Regions from separate parts of the Mus musculus genome. Here region 2 is linked to region 1. The links are chromatin contacts, called in public promoter capture Hi-C maps. All regions are on one chromosome and are shown on one strand. Each heading gives the region's core, a stretch centred on a gene start, on an enhancer-like site or on the middle of the called end of the contact. The rest is flanking DNA. Distances are from core to core; before and after follow the strand shown. Region 1 overlaps Gm34490 (a long non-coding RNA gene). Region 2 has its middle 19 kb from the start of Gm34548.

The links. Promoter capture Hi-C pulls out the DNA fragments that hold promoters and counts their contacts.
Region 2: a promoter capture Hi-C map of trophoblast stem cells shows a contact between it and region 1, with 2.7 times the contacts expected there. The contact joins two enhancer-like sites. A contact is called at or near these places in 5 of 39 promoter capture datasets (HPC-7-derived erythroid cells, cranial neural crest, hematopoietic stem and progenitor cells and 2 more), 1 of 15 datasets of contacts at CTCF or cohesin (large pre-B cells), 4 of 484 Hi-C or Micro-C datasets (the F1.1 cell line, the HPC-5 cell line, bone marrow-derived macrophages and 1 more) and 1 of 115 datasets of contacts at active chromatin or transcription factors (extraembryonic endoderm stem cells).

The regions. Positions count from the first base shown.
Region 1 is chr3:104,565,877-104,570,137 of GRCm38.p6, reverse strand. Gm34490 (a long non-coding RNA gene) reads right to left here. Exons shown (of 3, transcript XR_375933.3): 2 at 1,389-1,606. Among named protein-coding and RNA genes, the nearest start is that of Gm34490, 13 kb to the right of the region's middle. Within about 2 kb of position 2,342, at least 18 of the 459 cell types and tissues checked have an H3K27ac peak or open chromatin away from gene starts, as enhancers often do. A contact at or near this core is called in trophoblast stem cells, where this site is marked.
Region 2 is chr3:104,697,162-104,701,422 of GRCm38.p6, reverse strand. It overlaps the pseudogene Gm24223. Among named protein-coding and RNA genes, the nearest start is that of Gm34548, 19 kb to the right of the region's middle. Within about 2 kb of position 2,387, at least 8 of the 459 cell types and tissues checked have an H3K27ac peak or open chromatin away from gene starts, as enhancers often do. A contact at or near this core is called in trophoblast stem cells, where this site is marked.

The DNA of each region.
Region 1 (4,261 bases), core at 1,093-3,592:
TTATATCCTGCTCACTGCACCCTCCCAGTCACCCACTTCCACCATCCTTCTGCCCTCTCCCCTTCTTCTCTGAGCAGGTGGGGGCCCCCTGGGTTTCCCCCTACTCTGGTACTTCAAGTCTCTGCAAAGCTAGGTGATTTCTCTTCCACTGGGACCAGAAGGATCTCCCTTTTTCTACATAGCAAATATACTTTTTATTTTAAATTTAATTCCCATGTTATATAGGAATAGTTTTTTAAAAGTACCAAATATTATAAATAATAATTTAAAAACTGTGTTCTAGTCTCCAATTATATTCTCTAGATATATAATTACATTAGGCAATTTTGGTCAATTCTCTTTCTTTGTTTTGAACCTAGTCCTTCAAGCACACTAGGCAAGCACTTTACCAAGGCGTAGCCCCAGTCTTTGTTTAGGTGTGAGGCTTACACTCTCTCACAGCCCCACATGGAAGGAACTTCCAGCTAGGTACATGAAGGGGTATCAAACTGGTGGAGATGTCTCAGGGCCAGCATTTGGGGCCAGCATCAGCGCATTCCACACTTCTCAGCTCATATCATGTGAAGAACAGACACTTTAGCAGTTGGAGCCCTTTTAGGCTGAATCAGCATCCGTGGATGCTGTATGGTGGAGAGAGTCCTGAGGAAATTGCTTTTTTTTTTTTTTTTTTTCTTTTTGAGAAGGAGTAGCAGACTGTTCTGGCATTTGATATGTAGACCAGGCTGACCTGAACTCCCAGAGATCCACCTGCCTCTGCCTCCTGAGTCCTGGAATTAAAGTCATGAAGCACTACCCCCTTCTTCATTTACTTATTTTTGTTTGTTTGTTGAGACAGGGATTCGCTGTGATTCGTTTATTTATTTGTTTGTTTATTGAAGCAGGGAGTTCTCTGTGTATCCCTTGCTATCCTAGAATTCACTGAGTAGACCAGGCTACCCTCTAACTCAGCCTCCCAAATTCTGGGATTGAAGGCTGACACCACTGCCACCTGGCTATTTATTTGTGCATTGTTATAGACTTGATTCTAGAAGCAGCTCTAGAGGTGAGAGCATGTAATCCTCAAATCTGGGACAGAGAGAAGGAGATTTACCTCAAGACTCTTGTCTCCAAAAATCCAGAATGAGTAGATGATAAACTGAGCAGAGAGATATAGGGTTGGATGTTGGACCAGCATGATGGCCTCCTGGGGTTCCGTCCTTTCCCAGCCCACTTGCCCCTTCCCTTTTGACTTTGCATTGTGAAGTTGTCACTTAAAAATCTCTGCTTACCAAGCACCCCTCAACCACGTTATCTAATCTAAGCAGGTCATTGTGCACGTGTCTTCTCATTACCTCTGCTCTTCCTCGTCTCCCACCAGCACACAAATCTTGTTGAAACAGACAACTTACCTGGCTTAGGACCAGAATTAAGGTGGTGTGACGGCTATGTGACCTGGCGCCAGGCAGTGAAGGGTTGGGGATTCCTCTTCCTCCCTTGGGACCCTGGTGGTGGTCAGTGGTCGGAGGAAGTGCTTCTGCTCCTCGCTGGCCTACTTTTTGCCTCGGTGACCTTTGACACACTGCTCTGCCCTGAGCTTCGGTTTGGACAGAATTCCAGGTCATCCTTCCTTCCCCAGCAGATGCGAAGACCAGAAAAGAGAAAAGGGCAAGAATGAGTCTCAGGCAGAGCAGTGGGGCCTCTGGCTATGGTGCCTTTTCTTTTTCTTACCTTTTCCTGTCTCCCCCCACCTCTGGGTGAATCTTATTAATTTATTTTTACTTTATAAAATAGAAAAAAATTATAAAAATTTTAAAAAATATATAAAATTTTATAAAAATTTGAACTCTATAAAACCTGCTTTTTCCAGGCAAGGTGGCTCTGGTCTGTAATCCCAGTACCAGGAAGGTGGGAGGCAAGTCTGTGCAACATGAACCAAGTAGGGGTGTTTTGTTTTTTAAACGTTTTATTGATTTTTTTTTTGTGAATTTCACACCATATACCCCAATCCCACTCATCTCTCTGTCCCTTCGTATCTGCCCTCTGCCCTTGCACCCTCCCCCCCAAACCAAATGTCTTTTTTAGTAAACTAATTTATGAAACGAAATGAAGCTCTATATTATATGATTCCTGCCTCCCACAGCACATTATAAACTGTAAAAAAGAAAAAAAGAATATTTGGTGCACTGTGTACTTCTCTGACTTCTAAGTCGTGCTTGAATTCCAGAGAAGAGCTCTGATTCTCTAGTTTGGAATTAGGCAAGCTTTTCCTGGAGCTTGCCCCAGGCAGCAGGGTAAAGGCTGAGAGCTGAGGGCTGAAGGCAAGACTTCCCTCCTGCAAGGGGACCTAGGGGCAGACACCTGAATGGATGGTGACTGTCCTTCGGGGGTGGAACTGCTCAGATACCCTGAGGCATAGCCAGGCAGGCGCATCATGGGGCCACACTAGTAATCTCAGCACTAGGGAAGTGGATACACAAGTTTGAATCCAGCCTGGGCTACATAATGAGACTCTGTCAAAAGAAGAAAGAAGGAAGAAAGTATAAAACACACAGAGAACCAAACAGACACTGCTACTGAAGCCTCACGTAACAGTGCGTGAGGTAGTCCCAGCTACCTCAGAGGCTGAGACAGAAGGATCACTGAACCCAGGAGTTCAAGGCCAGTCTAGATACCACAGCATCTCAAAATATAAATAAACTAGAATAATTATTATTATAGTAAGTCACCTCACTAGGTATTTATATGCTTCTCTAGGGAGAGGCCAACAGAAGATTGAAAGTCAACTTCAGCCCAGTATATTTTGCTTGATTGTTTGTCTGTCTGTCTATTAGACCCAGGGTCTTACTACAATAGCCCAGGCTAGCCTCTAACTCCTAAGCAATCCTCTGCCTCAGCTGCTGAGGGCTAGAATTACAGCTACGTGGTACACACTCAACTTCAAGCCACTGTTTGTTTGTTTGTTTGTTTTTAAAGTCGTTTTACAGCATTTACTATCTCTTTAAATGTTTTGTATTTATATTTTATTTATAGGTATGGTACATACATTTTAAATTTTTGAATTAGTGGGAAATTCTTTTTTAAAAAATTTAATTGGCTATGCATGGTGGCAAATACTTTTAATCCCAGCATTCAGGAGGCAGGAGCAAGTGTATCTCTGTGAGTTAGCAAGTGTATCTCTGTGAGTTCAAGGCCAGCCTGGTCTACAAAGTGAATTCCAGGAGAGTCAGAACTGTTACACAATAAAACCCTGTCTCAAAAAACAAAATAAATAAGTAAATAAGTAAATAAATAAATAGATAGATAGATGCCTCCACTCTTTGCCAGCAGTAATAACAACAAGCTGGGCATAGTGGTTGCACATCTGTAAATCCCAGTGCTTGGGGGACAGAGGCAGCAGTTCATGAGCTACATAGTTGAGACTCTTTTTTTTGGGGGGGGGGGTGTTCGAGACAGGGTTTCTCTGTATAGCCCTGGCTGTCCTGGAACTCACTTTGTAGACCAGGCTGGCCTCAAACTCAGAAATCCGCCTGCCTCTGCAGGGATTAAAGGCGTGCGCCACCACACCCGGCTCCATAGTTGAGACTCTTAAAAAACACAACACAAGACAAACCCAAAATGATTCTGACGAAAGAGCTCTAAGACACACTGACCACGAAATGAGGCTACAGCTAACCTACGGAACAGGGCTGCTACCGAGCCGGAGAGAGAATCCATAACAGTTTAAATCAAGCTTCCTGTGCCCATCAAGGTGCTCAGTTTCTCTACAGGCTGCTTCCGCCCATCCCTCCTTACACACTTAATCCACTAAATCACCCTGGCTGTCACGGAGAGCAGTGGAGAGCAACACGCAGCCGCTCTCCGAACTGCGCACCAGCTTCCAGCCACAATGGCCAATTTGGTGTGTCCATTTCAGCCCATTTTCAAATTAAAGTTTCATTACTGCTGCTATTAAGTTGTTCCCTTAAGGAGGGGGGAAAGAAAAGGGAGGTCTTGGAAAGAGTAAGCCGGGAGTGGGCCTCCCGAAGCGACTGGCCACTTTAGGCAGATCGCTTTGCAAAATGCAATGGGTGATGTGTGGTTCCTGGGTAGGGCATCTGGCCACCTTCACTTCAGCAAACTGCTGATTCCCAGGTTCTGGCTCTGACTGGACTGCCAGAGACCTGACAGATGGCTAACATCCTCCCATTCTCCCTTTCCTGTCTTTATACTCTGTCTCTCCTCTTGCCCTGAAAATGGCCAGGAAAAGGAGTTTCTCTTTCATGCCCTGGAGGGTTGAGACACT
Region 2 (4,261 bases), core at 1,138-3,637, 130 kb before region 1:
ACGGTTGGGAGTTTCTAGTAATTTTTTTCCTCTCGTCTACTGATGTCTAGCATTCTCAGCACTGTTTGTTGGCACCCTCCCCCACTTCATCCATCCCTCCACTCTCACCCCCACCCCCACCCCCACCCCCATAATTCTTGATCAGGGGACCTAAGGTGGCACCGGTTAAAGCCATCTCTGCAGGGGTTAGAATCGCGGCATTAGGTCGCTCCCGCCGCGAGAGGGCGCTGCGTGTCCAGACGCCCGAGGTAGTGAGCGCAGCACAGAAAGAACCCGGTATTCGACGCCTGCCGCGTGAGCCCAGTAACCTGCACCCTCTGTCCGCCTTGTGGCGAGAGGAGGGAACGCTCTCCCGTTCTGCCCCAGAGAGAAGCAGAAGGGAGGAATCCTTGGGAGTGAATGTCCAACCCCACAAGCTAGGGGTAAGGATGGAAGAACACCACATTCTCCGCAGAACTTGTCCTAAGACATGGACCCCTTCACAATTTTTTGTGCCATCCTTGTGCAGGGTCATGCTAATCTTCTCGGTATATGTGGTGCTGGAGAGAGTACCTCTATATACATTTAAAATTAAATTCAGGGTAGATATTTCTCTAAAGAAGATAACCAACCAGGGTCAGCAGGCAGAAATGATGCTCCAATCACTAATCATCAGGCAAATGTAAATCAAAATCGATTCACAGCCACTAGAGGTTGGGCGTGGGCGTAGGCTTGGCAGTGGTAGAGAGCCAGCCTGCTTCATGGTTCTGGGTCTAAAACACAAACAAACAGAACAAAAACACAAAAACACAAATAGTGTTGACTGTGGAGAAATTAGCACTCTGGCACACTGCTGGTGGGAAGCAAAGAGCCACGGCTATTGTGCAGTTTTCCAGAGATTCTTGGAAGGAAAAGAAATGGATTCCTATGTAATTCAGCTGTTACACGTCTACATATAAATACAAAAAAAAGTGAAAGTAAGATTAAAACAAAAAAATTCTGGGTTTTCCAGACATGATTTCACTGTGTAGCCCTGGCTGTTCTGGAACTCACTCTGTAGGCCAGATTGTCCTTAAACTCGTAGAAATCCACCTGCCTCTGACTCTCTGTGCTGAGATTAAACCTGGCTAAAGTTTTATTTTTAAGATTTATTTAGCTTTATTCTATGTATATGTGTCTGCCTGCATGCAGTTCCCTGGAATTGAAATTACAGAGGGTTATAGATGGGTGCTTTGTTTGTTTGTTTGTTTGTTTATTCCAGCTCTGCTAGGATGTGAAAAAGTAGCCTTACGGTCCTTTGCCAAATGGAAGAACAAGACTCACCCTCCCTGGGTACCCTTTGAACTCTCTTCCCCACCCCAGATATTCCACCTGAAAAAGCTGGACTTCCATTCACCCTACCAGGAGAGAACAAAGTGCCTCGCTTTCTTGTTAGTGCTAGGGGCTATGGACACAGAGAGTTAGAGCTTCCCCATAACGTCAGGGCCATATGAGAAACACGTGATTAAACTCACAGGTGCCTAGAAAGGACCCTGAATCCTTTCTGCCCAGCTGTGAGTGGCAGCAGAGACTGGCTAGGGAAGCTAGCCTTCCTTGGACAATACCAAGTCGCTCTCTCTCTCTCCCTTCTCCCTTGACAGTGTCACAGGAGGCTTGCTGCAACAGGAGAGTTAAAGAGCGTTGTATCAAAAGTCCATGTTTCCATCAAAGACCACTTAAGCTGCTGTTGAGCAACAACTTACGTTTATAAACCTGCCCCAGTTTCCCCATGTTCCAAGGGAATTAGAAAACAGAAATTGGTAAAGGCAAATGAACTCCCATTTGGGCTTAACCGAAATGAGAGGGACTTCTGGTTTCGCTCTGCCCTTCCCAGTTTGACTGTGTTGATGAAGCAGAACTTTGAAATCTCTTCCAGGGAAGAAAGGCCACCTTCTGAACCTGGGTGTGGTGACTCCTCTTCCTGCCTGAGATTTCTCTGGAAACTTTTCTTTAGGGGCCACTGCTCTAGGCCTCTGTTGCAGTGCCACTAGCAAGCAGGCCTTTCTAAAAGAAAAGCCAAGGCTTTGCTCAGTGTGACTCTTCAATACAGTCCAGAGAATAACCTACAAGATTTTTATATTTATACTTTTATATTTTTACTTTTTCATGAGTAAGTTTAAGTATATAGCAAGCCAAAGTGAAAGAATAGAAAGTAAGTGATAGGTGATAGACAGACAGACAGACAGACAGACAGACAGAATAGCATCATTGTCCTAGGTGCTCACTACACACTGCAGGAACCAACTGGGGAAGTTGAGGCAATCAGCTGGGGTTCCCAGTTGTGCTTTCTCTCCATGGCTGTTTCCGTCCCATGGCTGAGCTTCTGCCTTCTCTTTCGCAGACTAGACGCTTAAATACCACCAATAAAGAACAGTGACCTGGGGGCCTGGAGAGATGACTCAGCAGTTAAGAGCACTGCCTGCTTCTCCCTGGCTGGCCTCCTGATTTTAAGGATATAGCATCTTTTCTCTTGCAGCTCTTTCTCCTTGTTACAGATTCAGAAGACATTTTGAGACAAACCTACTTGGGTCTGAAATGGGGAGTCAGGCAACCCCAGTTTCCAGAGCCTGCTTCTCAGGGAGCTCAAATAACATAAGCAGTTTATCAGTTTAATGTATGTTGCTATGACCTCACTGGGCACAGGATTTAAACTCAAAGTATCCCTGTGTGAGCACTGTATAACCTTGTTTAATAAACTTTAGATAGTCTACCATGGGTAAACTTTAAAATAAGCATTTTTTTTTTTAAATCACTTGTACCTACATTTAGGAAAAGCTCAGCATGAATGAGGAAAGATTGAAGGAAGATAGACAAGAAATGAAGAGTCTGGGGCAGGAACAAGGCCCCTGGTCCTGGGGTCTAACTTCCTGTTATCTTGGAGTCGAAATTTCAACCCAACTGATAAAATTGAAATTGCCTCCAGAGATAGCGCTCCCTAATGTCCTTGTAAATAAGGATGTTAAAACCAACAATCTAAGCTTATGTGGCCACAGTGTTTGCACTTGTGACTTTAGCAGAGTCTAAACCTCCTTTCGTCCCTAAAACCTAAACAATGCACCTCAGAAAGCTGCCTTTTCCTCATTTGCTGAAGGAACTTCCTTGGAGGAAAGTCAACTGACTCATACATTTTCACCTTCCTTTGAAATGCTACCTCACCTTTAAGCTTTGGTTAATCTTTAAATGTTGTTACAAATTACATCCCCTGAACAATGTGCCTTAGAGAGCCATGGGATGATACTGTTACCAGAGGTTCTAGAAGACCAGCCTGGGCGCTGGCAGCTGCAACAAGCTAAGCCCAACCCACCCTCAATATGGTAATTAATTAAAAGAGAAGCAGAGAAGAGGTTTATCCAATGTGACCATATGGGAAAGAATAAACAGAGGGGATCCAGTAACCCCGAAGTTGGTCTGGAAAGTGCTGGCATGAGGTTTAGTTTTAACCTGGGTCAAGAGCTGAGCAGAACTTAGCAGTTCTGGACAAGGGCTGCTCTGACTGTGCAGAACTAAGTCGTTCTGGGACGAGGGGTGCTCTTATTCATCTCAGACCCATCCTTGTCTCTGCTCCAGTTTTTCCTGCAGGTGGTCAGGAGTTGCCAACGCATAGTGGCACAGCCGGCCCTAGCAGCCATTATAATAGGGTTTTAGTGAGCATCCATGAGCACAGTTAAACAAAAAGCCAGATGGAGATTATTTAGAACATAAACATTCATTCAAACACACACACACACACACACACACAGACACACATGCACGCACGCACGCACGCATACGCACACACTTTCCTGCGGGTGGACTTAACAGCCATAAAGCGGGACTAAGAGAAACAGACTTCTGAATGGATAAGAGAAGACAGCACAGCTGGAAAAGGACCTAAAGAAACAGTGGTGGCCAGACAGTGGTGGCACACCCCTTTAATCCCAGCACTCGGGAGGCAGAGGCAGGCGGATTTCTGAGTTTGAGGCCAGCCTGGTCTACAAAGTGAGTTCCAGGATGGCCAGGGCTATACAGAGAAACCCTGTCTCGAAAATCCAAAAGAAAGAAAGAAAGAAAGAAAGAAAGAAAGAAAGAAAGAAAGAAAGAAAGAAAGGAAGGAAGGAAGGAAGGAAGGAAGGAGAAAAGGAAAGAAAAAAGAAAGAAAGCAACAGACATAAACCTATAGCTTTAAGAACCCCCCAAATATGACAACCCCCCAAGAAATCTATACCAAGACACAATTTCATGGTCAAACTTCTGAAAACAAAGA